Linked DNA regions of Sus scrofa: region 2 is linked to region 1. Evidence: chromatin contacts called from public HiChIP or PLAC-seq data. All regions are on one chromosome and are shown on one strand. The core of a region is the stretch at or near the end of the contact, and the rest is flanking DNA. Distances in the headings are between cores, read along the strand shown. Region 1 holds the start of PNRC1 (proline-rich nuclear receptor coactivator 1). Region 2 holds the start of PM20D2 (peptidase M20 domain-containing protein 2).

Region 1 (6,968 bases), core at 2,346-4,845:
TATACAAAACACCTGCCATTTGGGCAGAGCAAAATACATACTTCCATAACAAAACTATAATGTACCTCTCAAGTATGAACAATATACAGATAATACATGGTATACAGTATTTACAAAATATAAAATATAATACAAGCTGTTTGTAATTTTTAAAACTCATCTTTTGCCCTTTTATGTTGCCAACAAGGCAACCTTCCATTTCTGTACCACTTTTCAAGAGTCCAGGGATTTTAGAAAAACTATGTTTTACATACATACTGAAATGTGAGATCTAAGTTTGAACTTTTAGGAGAGTTTTTAAGTGTACTGCCATCAGCTCCCTATTTTGGTTGGAATTTTCAATGGTGCTTCCCATCCAGTGACTAGGAGGCTTTGGAAGAACACTAGGAGAAGGTGGATCACTAAATTTTGCCCCAGCATAATTTTCCTTTTGACTCATTTCAGTTAGAAATGCTGATTTCTTCAAATGCTTATGTTTAATGTTCTCAGAATTTTTTAAAGGCTTTTTTTCCTGCTTCTGAATTATATCAGATGAAACAGAATCCTGCCAAAAGTTATTTTCATTTCTTTTTGCAGAGGTGATCTTGGTTAGTGGTAAGTTATATTTGCTTTTCTGTCTGTTTATCTTTGGTTGTTCACACAAGTGTATACCATGAACAAGCTGGCCGTGGGGAATGGCAATTTTCTCCGATTTTCCCATCTTTGATTTTAAAACCTACAAAGACAAGGAATATAAAAGTGAATATAGTCTCATGATAAAATCAGACATGAACCTCACCATTTATCTAATATATTTTCTTTAAAAAAATCCCCCTGGACTTTAGTTCAATGTCTTGATTAAATGTGCTTGTGGCACTTATCATTGGATGTCCAAATATGCAGGTATCTAGTTTTACCACTAAAAATAGTTCATCATCGTTACCAGTATGCAGTGTAAGAGCTGATTCTAAAATGTTAAAGACAAAAAAACCCCAAAGTAACCAAGTCCACCTTTCTATACAGAGAAGTAATCTTTCAAACATGTATGCTGACCTCTTCCTAAACAAATATCAGCATTTTTACAGTAGGATGTTGCCAAGGGAAAAATTTTCAAATGCTTTGGTTGATGAAAAACTATAATAGAGACACAATTCACCTTTTAAGATCGGTACTAAAGATGATTTCAGAATAAAAATTTGATTAGCAAGAGCTAGTGAGGAAGTATTTTGATAATGGTTACTAAGTACATACACAAAAATTATCTCCCAGTTTCTGAAAAAATTTTTTTCGGAAATATAAATACTAAAATACCACCTTTTATCATCTTGTCCAGTTATACACATAATACATAGAAGAAAACAGTTTCTGCTTGCCCCCTCCTTTCTAATTTAACAACTGCTTTAACAACTTTACTGCATTAATTCCAACGACTTTTCTAACTCAAGCGATCCTTATGGGAAGCTATGAGGGGATGGGATGGAAAAATAAGGTAATCTATTAGATCACTGCCCTTTCAACACTTATATTGCGGTAGGGAAGCAGGACACAACTACAGAAAGCGAAGCACAAGGTAACATCCACGTTAACAAGGGTAAGTGCTGACAGAACTCCCTGGTTTTAACACTGTTCTGAAAAAGAAATCTTAACTAGTAAACAAGTACAAAAACTCCCTTTTAGATTATCACAAATATTTCAGAAAAACCCTGGAACTGAAAGGAACCTATAATAATTTAAGGAATCACCGTGGATAAGTTTAGTTTTTTCTAAGATCGCAACTAGATAAGCTGCAAATCTCAGAACGATATTCCTTCAACCACTGTCAGTAACTTATTTTCACTATTATGAAAGTTTTAATTTAAAGGTTACTTCAAGTCATTTCAGCGATTTCTTACCGTAAATTATAATCAATTTTATTCTAGTCTAATAGCAAGTGGGCAGTACAACGTCCGTTCAACTGGTAACTTTTCTTTCGAAAAGTTCATCGTTCTGGACACAGGTAATAAAACTACCTTCCACTGAAAAAATCCCAGTACAGTACACAGTGGAATGGTTAAATAAATTCCGCTCATCTGATAGGCTAGCACACAGAACTGATCGCTTCAAAGAGGGAACAACTCTGCCGTCGCACCTGCCAACTTTCAAAGTTGAAAAGTACAGCCAAGTAGGTCGGCCCGACGAGGAGCAGCGCCACCCATGGGGCACCTCACAACTCTGCATAAGACCAACCGGGGGCGGGCGGCCCCCAAGGAGCCCCACGCCGGGAGGGTCTACGCGCGTCCCCCCTCGCCTTGGCAATACCATCTGTCGGGAAGCCGCTGGCAGGCCCACACCCCTCACCCGCTCGCCTCCTTCATGAGCGCCGGAGCGCTCCGCACGTAGCGCGCGCTGACGTCAGCCTCCCGCGGGCCGTCTCGCTCCCCCTCGCGCCCCGAACGCCGAAACCCCCTGGAACGCCGCCAGCTTTCTAAATCCGGGCTGTTGCCGGGGCGCAGCGGCTCTTGTCATTGGCCGGCTCCTCGCAGCCAATCAGCAGCGCCAGCGCAGGCCTCCCCCTCCCCCTTCTCCCCCCCAGCAAGAACAGAGCGGGCGTCACGGAAACTTCCCTCCCGAGTAAACAGCCGCCCTCGCCCCTCACCCCGGCCCCTCCTTCCCGGCCACTCAGCGCAGGGCCCCAAGCCTCCGGTCCCGGGTCCGGCCGTCTTGGGGCCGGAGTGCCAACGGTCCCCACGTTCCCCTCGCGGCCCTCACCTCTCTTCTGAACGAGGGCTGGCCGGGCGCCGCGGGCGGCCGCGGGCCAAGGAAAAGGCTCGCTTCTTCAGTTCGGGTTGCGGTTGCAGGAGCCGAGGCCCAGGCGGCGGCCTGGTCCGGGACTTGCTGCTCTCCACTGTGGCCCGTCGCGGGGCTCCGCACGCCTTCCAGGCTCGGCCGGTGCTGCTGGTACTGGTGGAAGCGGCTGGGAAGCTGCCCCGACGGGCTGGCCCGCACCTTCTTCTTTCGCCGCTTCTTTGGTGCTGCGCGAGGGGTGCCCCCCGTTGAGGCGAGGCTGCAGTTGGGCAGAGGCGCTGGGGCGCGAGGCTGAGGGGTCAGACAGGGACCGTCTCCCCCTAAAAAGTGAGGGAGAAAGAGGGTGGGGGGCAGCGCCCTGGGGTCCGGGATCCGGGGTAAAGGCGGCGGAGCCGTGCTCACCATCGGGAGGGCCCCAAAGTAACCGCGGGCGGAAAAGCCCATGGGCGCCAGGCGGCTGCCCAGAACAAGCGGCTCCCGCTGGGGGACAGAAACGACGGTCATAGCGGCTCAGCAGGAGTAGAAGAAGGAAGTGCGGCCAGAGATCACAGGGCGGCGAAGGCTGCTGCTAGGTAAGCCTGTGAGAAGCGCGGACCATGGTTCGGGCGGTGGCGGCGCAGCAACAAATACCCTCAGCCTCCGCTCGGAGTGTTGTTATCAGAAACTCCGCCCTGTGCCCGCCCACCTCCCTGTGAGAGCCCAATAAGAATGCGACCTGGAAGGCCACGCCCCTCCGGCTCCTCCTCCACCGCCTCCGAGAGACACACACAAACAACCCTCTTGCTGCAGCCGGGCACAAAGAGCGAGCACTGCGCAGGCGCTGCCAACGGGCTCTTTCGGGAAGAGTCGGTCCCGCGAACAATGAAGTTCCGTTTCAGCCGCACCTGCCCCACCTCCCCGCTCTTCTCGTTTCTCACCTCCCCGCCTCTCCCTGAAGGCTTTGGTCAGACTACTAGAGCTCGGCTAAATCTAGGGGTGGGGTTGGGATAGGGGCGGGAGGCAGGGAGTGAAAAAATCCGGTAGAGTCAGGCCAGTGGGTGCCTCCTCGGCCACTGACCTTGGGGAAGTAGTATTTTCAAGCCGAATGTAACAGCATTATTACCATTGGCTTTTTTTTTTTTTTTTTTAACATTTCAAAGTACATTGCAGGAGTTCATTCTTTGTAGTCGGAAAGAAAAGCAGTCCACGTTTAAATTACATTTGATGAAGTGTGGCTCACTTTTTTTTTTTTAAATCGGGTGAGAAACGCTGCTCAATAGCTGTGGTAGTTGGAGTAAGAAGGGAGTGACTTACTCATTGAAATTGGACGCTTAATGTATAGTAAGTTCTGTATAAATCCATGGGACTTTGGGACAGCAAAAAAGTGCCTAATACTGAGGAGGAAGCAGAGGAAGAGGCTTGTGTCTCAAAGGAAGAAAGTGAAACAGCTCTGCAACATTGCAGTATGCTTTGCTAGCTCTTGTGTTGATGAGAATCCCACTCTCATCATCTCCCCGCACTGTGTTCAGACACAAAAAGAACTGTGGCTATTTATCAAGCCCTTATGTGCTACCAACTGTTCTTTACTTAAATTACCTCATTTGAATCTCAAAACTAACTCTAAGGAATAGGTACTGTATATTTTATCACCAGTTTACAGGAGAGAAAACAGGTTTAGAGAAGCAAAAGTTTTACTTGCCAGAAGTCGTACAGTAAGCTAATAGCGGAGTCAACTCCAATCCAGGTCTGGCAACACTAACGTGGTTTTGTTTGCTTGTTTTTGCTTCTTAGGGCCCCACCTGTGGCATACAAGAAGTTCCCAGGTTAGTAGTAGTCAGAGCTACAGCTGCAGGCCCACACCACAGCCACAGCAATATTGGATCTCAGCGGCATCTGTGACCTACACCACAGATAATGGGCAGAGCTGGATCCTTAACCCATTGTGCGAGGTCAGGGATCAAACATGCATCCTCATGGATACTAGTTGGGTTTGTAACCCAATGAACCACAGCGGAAACTCCCTGGAAAGACTAGCTTTAACATCATCTGTACTACCTACCACACTAGATTGTGGGTTTTTAGAACACAGGATACTATTAAACTTCTCTGTATCCTACCAGCCTTTTTTTTCAGCTTTATAGTGCTTGGTAAGTGTTTTATGATTGATAATAGAGTTGGCTAGAGGGACTGTCCAGAACAACACTTCCCAATGACTTTATATAAACTTTTTTGTTTGTTTGTTTTTTTGTCATTTCTAGGGCCGCTCCCTTGGCATATGGAGGTTCCCAGGCTATGGGTCTAATCCGAGCTGTAGCCGCTGGCCTACAGCAGAGCCACAGCAACGCCAGATCCGAGCCGAATCTGCGACCTACACCATAGCTCACGGCAATGCTGGATCCTTAACCCTCAACCTCATGGTTCCTAGTCGGATTCGTTAACCACTGAGCCACGACAGGAACTCCTTTTTTATTTTATTTTTTATATAAACTTTTAATACTACATTCCATCATTATTGATTGCTGGACTTGATCATTTTGCTAGATTTTACTCTTTTTTTTGGTTTGTTTCCAACACTTAATAATTCATAGTAAATGCTTGTGATTGGTGGATTAATGGGAATCATATACTTTCGGTGCTGTTAAAGATCTTAGAGAGACTTTAACTGAAAATCGTCAGGTCTGTAAATTGATGCTGTGAGGAGAATGGCTTGGCAAGAGTGGTGGAGAAGGGCAGGCAAAAATTATGGAACCTCTGGAATGAGGTCATTTGTTCTTTTGTTTTTGTAAGAGTTACTGCTTTCTCAAAAAATGTTTTCATCTGTTATTTTATTCTTACTCCAATCCTTTAAAATAAGATAGAGATGTATAAATGATATAAAAAAAGCCTCTAAAATAAAGTAATCTGCCTAAGGGTCACACAATGAGTTAGGGACTAAATCACAAACACCTAATGCAGTGCTTTTTTAAAACCTTATCCCAAGCCCTAAGATCTGGCTTTACTTGGCGGCACTATCAACTGTCCTGAAGAATAATTTACCCATCAGGGGGCTGCTAATTTGTAGTCAGTTCAGGGGGGCCCTTGATCAAGGACATCTATTATTATCTGTGTGTGTTTTTTGAGTGTTGGAGTTATTGTGCAGTATGTAGTTTATCCTTTTGAGACCTGAAGTGTAGGTCTCAGGTTAGACGCTGGATTCTGTACTTTAAAAAAGGTACCCTTGCAGCTGTGGCCCCCTGGGTGGTTGGTGCTAAGATGGTGCACCACTGGAAGACAGCAGTCCAAGGTTGCTTTTTTTAACCAATTGGAAGAGAGTAATCCTGGTTTGTTGCTGGGTTTTTGTTTTTGTTTTCTTTTTTCTGCCACCATGAGCCACATAGAAGTTCCCCAGCTAGGGATCAAATCCAAGCCAGAGCTGCGGCCTATGCCGCTGTTCCAGCAATGCGGGTCCTTAACCCATAGTGCCACACTAGGGATAAAACTGGTACCTCTACAGAGACAAGCTAGATCATTAACCTACTGTACCTCAATGGGAACTACCTCCCTGATGTTTAAGCATCGATCTCAAACCTTATTTTATCAACATACCCAGAAGTTTTGTTTTTTTTTTTTTTTATCATTTTAATTTCTTTTTTGGCTGTTTCTGAGGCATGCATACAGAAGGTCTGGGCCAAGTTATCAAACCTGTGCCACAGCAGTGACCTGAGCCACAGCAGTGACGATGCCTTATTCTTACCCACTAGGCCACCGGGGAACTCTTGAAAAGTTCATTTTAAATATAAGGTTTATATTTAAAAGCAAACAAGGAGTTCCTGTTGTGGCACAGGGGAAACGAATCCAACTAGCATCCATGAGGATGTGGGTTCCATCCCTGGCCTTGCTCGGTTGGGGATCTGGCATTGCTGTGAGCTGTGGTGTAGGTCGAAGACGTGGCTTGGATCCAAGTTTCTGTGGCTGTGATGTAAGCCGGCAGCTGTAGCTCTGATTCGACCCCTAGCCTGGGACCTCCATATGCCTTGGGTGTGGCCCTAAAAAGAAAAAATAAAATAAAAATAAAAAGCAAACAAAATATGCACAAAATGTCACAGTAATGACAAAATTTATACTGCCCTTAAATTGCTTATAAAGTATTATTACTGCAGGTCAAAATTAATGTCTTCATCATTCCTACACTTATATGTTTCTGGGGTTGTGGTAATTTTACCACATGTTTATTTCTTAAACCTTCC
Region 2 (6,968 bases), core at 1,890-4,389, 60 kb before region 1:
CTTTCTAGCTACTTACTAGTTATCCTCACAACAACCCTGTGAAGCAGGTGATCCATCTGTATCATTGTTTTAAGTAGGATGGTTTTGAGGCGTGAAGTGTTTTGCCCCAGATCACAGAGCAAGTCTACAAGCAGAGCTGGGATTAGATATCTTGACCTTAGGCCTAAACTCAGATTCTTTACTGAGATACCTCTTTAAAAAGTCTTAATGCATTAATCCTTTATGAAAAGCATTAAATGTCTTAATACCACAATAAGAAACAGCCAACTATGACACAAACTTACTAATTTGATTCCACCAGCTCAACCAGGCAGATTTATTGGTCACCAAACACCTAATTAAACAAAAGAGAACTTTACAGAATAAACATTTTACTTTGATATTTAAGTTTAACTTCTTCAATTTTCAAAAGCAAAGAAAAATTTAATCCATAAACAACTAATATACTTTCAAGATCACATCTAAGAACACAATAAAGCAAGTTGGAAAAAGTCTCGGCTTGCAAAAAGAATCAACATAAATTCCATTTTCAGATAACTTTGCTAAAACTGCATATTACCATTCAAAAATCAGAAGTGTGATATTACCCAAATTCTTGCTTCATGTAGAAGTTTTAAAGTACCCAAACTCCTAAATTAAGCTATTTTTTACTCTTAACCCATGACTCATTAAATCTGATGACTTTTCAGGTTAAACCTTGCTGACTTCTCTGAACCGCTCATAAACCTGGTTAAAGCTAAATCTCTCCAGCGTTTCATGCGATGGAAAAAGGGGACTCCCTCCCTCCAACAAAACAAAAACCTAGCCAGACGAAAAACAAGAGGCAGAAAAGAGAAGGCTGCCAAATAGAAAAAGCCGCAAAAAATGGAAATGTTAGGATAAATGAGAAAGGTTACTGACACTGGAAGAAATGGACTAAAGAATATTAAAATATAACATTAGACTTTTCCATAACCTGAATGGCGTTGATTGAATCTTAGCTCACAGAATGAAGAATATACCATCTGGAAAAACAGTAACACAAGATTAAACTTGCCCTATGATCAAGCTACTTTTTTTTTTTTTTTCTTTTTGCTATTTCTTGGGCCGCTCCCCCGGCATATGGAGGTTCCCAGGCTAGGGGTCGAAGCGGAGCTGTAGCCACCGGCCTACGCCAGAGCCACAGCAACGCGGGATCCGAGCCGCGTCTGCAACCTACACCACAGCTCACGGCAACGCCGGATCGTTAACCCACTGAGCAAGGGCAGGGACCGAACCCTCAACCTCATGGTTCCTAGTCGGATTCGTTAACCACTGCGCCACGACGGGAACTCCAGGATCAAGCTACTTCTTAAAACGCGAAATAAACATGACTTAAGGATCTACTCATCTATGTAATTAATGTTCACTTTCTTCCCGTTGTTTGTACACTTCTTGAGGTTCCGTAGTTTAAACGACTGAAAATTTCTTATCCAAATGCCAGTGATTCACAACAGCTCCTAGGACTTCCACAACCAAAGATTTTTCTGGATCCTAACAAAGAGGGTCTGTAGTTTCCCTACAATAACTACTTCCTCCAGAGACTGCACAACCTTATCAGCAAATTGCGGTTCCCTGATACCAAAAATAAGCCATCACGAAAACCAGGCGTGGTTCTAAGTTATTTCCTAAAGGAGAAAGTCCACTCCAGTGTTTACAACAACGCAGGAAAGAAAAGGCAAAAATCTGCAAAATGTCGCCAGGTCGGCAACTCAGGAACTATAAACTTTGATCCTGGGCTTCTGCCCACTAGCAAAGGCCAGGTGGTCGAGTGCTTTCCCCTACACCTGCGCCGCGCTGGCAAGGGACGGATGCTCAGGGAAACCGCACTTCTGCGGTTGGTCCCGGCCTGGACAGGCGATGGGAGCCCCCCGCTCGGGCCCCACCTCACCTTCACCGGCAGAGGCGGCCCAGGGAGGCTCTCCAGGCACCCCTTCACACCCAGGGCGGCCGCCGCCCCGACCTCGGCGATTAGGTTATGGCCGCAGGCGTGCCCGATGTCGGGCAGCGCGTCGTACTCGCAAAGGAAGCCCAGGTGCAGCGGGCGCGTCGCCGCCAACCCCCGCGGCGGCGGCCCCCACTCGGCGCGGAAGGCCGTGGCCAGCTGGTAGTGCGGCTGCACGGCCCACGACCCGGCCGGGGGCTCGCTCTCGAAGAAGCGCGTCAGCACGCCGTGGGCATGGTGCTCCTCGTAGGCCAACTCCGGCTTGTTCCAGATCGCTCGGCTCAGAGCCCCCAGGCGCTCGGCCGCTTCGTCGATGCAATCCGCGGCGCGCAGCTTCAACAGCTCCAGCTGGGAGACGCCGACGCAGGCGCCCCCCTCCACGGGCCGCTCCTCTTCGGGTCTCATCGTGCCCACAGCTGCCAGCCGGTCAGCGCTCCTCGGGACGGCCGGCTGGATCCCTCCCTCCTCGCGGCCCACTGCGCCTGCGCACGCGCTGGGCGTCCTCTCAGGTTGTCTCCACAGCTCCCGGGAGACCCGCTCCCAAGCCGCGGGCCCCGCCTCCAGCGTATCACCAGAAACGTGCTCCGCCCCTTCTGCAGCCAGCAGAAACCCGCTCCCTAGGAAGACATCGGGTTCTGAGAGTCCTCGTCTCGGATCCATACCCTTGACTGTTCTGACTACTGACTTATACTCTAAGGTCGTTATTACATTTCCACTGTTGCTTATCTCCACAACCTCGGAATGAGAACGGTTTCATTGGCTATTAGGCATCAGGGGCAGACCAAGTGGAACACAGTCCACGGCAAAAGGCCGCTTTCCTTTCTAGATTAGTAATACAGATTTATATAAGGTTTTTAGTTCATAAACTGGGTGTCAATATAAATGCTTTACAAAAAAACCCTCTGGACTATAGACTTTGCAGTTACTTAAGTTTTCAGTACTGCCCTGCATTCTTCTCCTTGAGGGTGCTGTCTTGTATAATAGCTGTAAATACTCTATGTGGCTTTCTTATTAGAATCAAAACTTACTAGTGTCTAGAACAGTACGTGGCGTTTGTAGTAAGCACTAGACATGTATTAGCTATTATAGTCTGAATAGAATTAAGAATTTAAAATGAGATTTTTTTAAAGCCCAAAAGAAAGAATTAATGAAAATATTTGTAGTCTTATATATTCATATTATTTTGTTGATTTGTGTTATTTTTAATAATAAAAGCTTTGAGAGAGAAGCTATTTTCTGACTATTTTTGATTACAACTTTGAGCCTGAACTCAAGTAACACGATGTGTGCCATTGGTGTGCACATTATAACTGGGTTTTAGATTACCCAATGAAGAAATTCAAGATGCTTGTGCTCCTGTTTTTCTCCTGTGAAGCACAAAGCTTGAAAAACTGTTGTTGATGATATAGCTATTAATAGTACTGTAGAAATTTATATTTTAAAGGTGTTCTACATAGCAAGAGCTTTCCTCAGCTTTTTATACTTTATCATCTCTTAATTTGTCAAAATAATGTTAAATGGAACACAATATATTTATATAATAAGACAAATGTATTTCTTGAAAATAAGTCTAAAGGAAGCTAATATTCACAAAGACTGTCTACTACTGTTTTTATCTACTAACCGTACTAACAATACCAGAGTCACATTCTAAATCTGAAAATGTATCATCCCTTAGTTAACACTCTAACTGAAACTCAGCCCTAAGGATGACAAATGTGGTATTAAATTCCTGGACCCCCTTGTCTATGCTTAATAAACCTCACCTTCCTCAAAGTAAAACAAACAAACAAAAAACACCTAACTCATATATACTTCTGCAAAATTCCCGTCTGTGAGATTCAGTGCTACTGTGCTCAGGTAGTTGGCTTAAAAAAAAAAAAAAAAAAAAAAAAAAGGCCTTGTTTGAACAAAAATAATAGGTGACGTTTATAGAGCCCTTACTCTGTGGCAGGAACTTAACATGTGCTAAGTGCTTTGCAGGTATTAACTCATTTAATTCTCATAACAATTTATGAGATTGTTACTATGTCTATCTTCACTTTATAGAGACACTGTCCAAGATTACACAGCTAGTAAGTAGTGGATCCAGTATAGAACAGAAGCCAGTCTGGCTCCAGTGGCCTACTTTTAGCCACCATGCTCCACTGTTAATGTAAGCAGACATCCAAATTTTAAATGCAGCTACAGCTTGTCAATTTACATCAGAACCCATATCACTCATTTTGAATAAAACTACTGCAGCAACCCTGGCTGTTGACATTAGTAGTACCCATTTTGCTTGCTTTATCAACAAACAACAACAGAAAAGGGGTGCATATAAATTCTGTATAGAAGCTGCTATTTATATTTTTTGCTAGGAATTAACAAAGCTGTTGCCTGAGGTGGAGAATAGGTTCACTTCAGGCTTTGTTCTCTGTGTGTGCAGGTGCATGCATGCATGTATGTCTTGTGTTTCCATTGTTGGCAGCCAGTATTTCTTATGGTGCTTTGTATCCTTGAATTTGTTTAATAAGTGGTGATAATTTGTTGAATGTTTATCTTCACCTCCAGTCTTGAAACTCTTTTGCTTTCCCACCATGTTCTCCAGCATCTAACAAAGTATGGTGGTGATACAGTCCTTCCATGTCAATAAACATTTGGTGGCTGATTACTCTTCTTGAATCTAATAAGCAAATTGATCAATGAGAGCAATTAACCATTCAACTATGCTAGCTACTAGCAGACACTGTGTTTATCAATGTTATGTTTCTCCCTAGACTTCACAGTCCTTTACCTATGGGAGCTGATGGACAGGAAGAATGGTTTGTGAAACCTGGTGGAGTTGGTCATAGGGCCTTCTTGAAACTGACCAGCTCAGTAATTCTTACTATCACTTTCATTTATATCCATAATGTTCATATGACTGTCTGCCTCTGTATGCTGCTACTAAGGAGCCTGTGATTCTTTTTAGAAACATTAAAACATTTAGAATACTTCTCTTCCTTTAGTGAGGGCTAAATCTGAAAAAATAATACAGGACCTGGAATTTAGTATTAGGGTGTTAATTTTAATCTCTGTGTTGGAGGGGAGGTGGGTAGAAAGAGTTCTCACTGAAGGACTAGTTTTAAAGTACAAAGATCCCTCTTTTCTCACTGCTCAGAAAATGAACTGCCATGACACCAGCCTTTCAGAATACGAAATTCATGGCAAATGAGTGCTTTGGTGGGAAGAATAGATCAAATATTTCCCTTACCTTGGAAGAGCAATGTTATTCACGACTGCAGGACTAGCCAAATTGTATGACTTTACTGGATATTATTCTGGACTTCAGGCTCAGAATTCCTTTTGGCAAGACAACAGACTTGATATGGTTGATATTCTTTTAACTAGGATAAAATAAGATAATAAAATCCTCAATATAAGACTTGCAAAGCATGACCTAAATGAGAAGAAAAAAATATGTTGAGAACCCAGAAAAAAATGGAATGAAAAACAATATAGCATGTAAAGAAACCACTTCGGATGTAAGGTGTTGGAAAAGCTGGCTCTCATTTGGCAGAAAGCAGTAAACCAAGAAAGCAGGTCAGAGAAAATGCATTTTGAATGGAGATGAAGGGACATAGAGGAATTGCGCACATATTGTTAAGAGAATAAAACTTTATTCAGACAATGGGTAACTATTGGATGTTATTAAGCAGGAGAGAAGTAAAACCAGATTTTTGTTCTGGAAGAATAATTGATGACAATGTGGGGGATAAATGAAAACAGAGAGACGCTGGTCTGAGACAAGCTAAAAGCTTGCTGCAGAGTCCTTGGAGTCCAGAAACATTCCACAGACAGAAGTGGCCAGACTTGATGCCTCACTGAATGTGTTTGGGGCAAGGGGACATGATGGAGAAAAAGAGGCAAGATGACTGGGGTTTCTAGTGTGACCAGCTGGACTGATGGTAAAGTCATTCAACAAAAGAGGGGCAATGAGGAGTTCCCTCATGGCACAGCGGGTTAGGGATCCACAGCGTTGTCGCTACTGTGGCACCAGTTGCTGCTGTGGCACGGGTTTGATCCCTGAACCCTGGTGGCCAATATATATATATATATATTTTTAACAGATTCACATCTTTTTAGTATTGGACAAGCATCTCTGGATGGCTATTTAGGTTGATAACAGGGGTCAGTAGTTGGATGTGCATTAGAGGAGGTGGATGCTGCCATTCAAAAGACTGGCAGTGGCGTGAAGGAAAGTGGAAGAGCTAAGAAAAGTACATTTTTAAGTATGTATAATGGTTATACCCAGAGGAGAAATAATCCACCCAGGGAGTGAGTGAATAGGCAGGGAAGAATTTAAGCTGAAGAAGAAACTCTGCAAAACAAAAACAAAGGGAATGAGCAGAAATGTCTGGCAGGACCTTGCTTCTGTTGGGGAAGATAAATATTCTTCGATTAGAACTTGTTTTCAAGTTCTGTATAGATTTCTTCAAATGGCCCATGAGGTAAAGGCAGCTATTTTAGAGCCTGGAATGTCCTGGTACTAAGTTACTTGAGGCTCTCTGACTTCCCTCCCTCCTGGCGGTGAGATTAGCTGCTCTGCTGACCATTACCATTCCTGGAAACGAAGATGATGAGGTTCCGTCAGAGGAAAGGCTTCTCTGCCTGATTCCCTAGGGCTTGGGTACCAAACACTGTGAAGACATAGCTCGGCTTGTGCTGGATGAGAACATTTCTCTCCTGAGGTGAGAGGTCAGGAAAATGGAAAGAACTTTTATGGCTTCCTTACCCTTGTTGGTTGATAGAACCAATATTTAGAGCTTGGACCCAGTGCAGTACTTGAGGGTCCTTCACCAAATTCCTCTCTCAAGCAATGTGTACACTGTGGCCATATGTGTGTCATGATTAATAATTACCCTTACTAAGGAGTTCCCTCTCAACTTCTCTGTCATTTAGTGACACTTATTTTAAGTCGCTGGCAGAAATGGATTATGTGGATGATTTCAGGGTGCTTAAAATATTCAAGATGTTTTATAAA

Evidence for each region. HiChIP or PLAC-seq counts read pairs in DNA pulled down with a chosen protein or histone mark.
Region 2: an H3K27ac HiChIP or PLAC-seq map of skeletal muscle shows a contact between it and region 1. The contact joins the promoter of PM20D2 here to the promoter of PNRC1 in region 1. A contact is called at or near these places in 1 of 5 promoter capture datasets (liver), 7 of 47 Hi-C or Micro-C datasets (brain, heart right ventricle, liver and 2 more) and 2 of 2 datasets of contacts at active chromatin or transcription factors (alveolar macrophages and skeletal muscle).

Annotation. Positions count from the first base shown.
Region 1 is chr1:57,124,727-57,131,694 of Sscrofa11.1, reverse strand. PNRC1 (proline-rich nuclear receptor coactivator 1) reads right to left here and starts at 3,595. Exons shown (of 2, transcript XM_021089951.1): 1 at 2,728-3,595; 2 at 1-715. The coding sequence starts at 3,267. The coding sequence ends at 272.
Region 2 is chr1:57,184,190-57,191,157 of Sscrofa11.1, reverse strand. It overlaps PM20D2 (peptidase M20 domain-containing protein 2), which reads right to left and starts at 3,139. Exons shown (of 7, transcript XM_013992683.2): 1 at 1,910-3,139. The coding sequence starts at 2,623.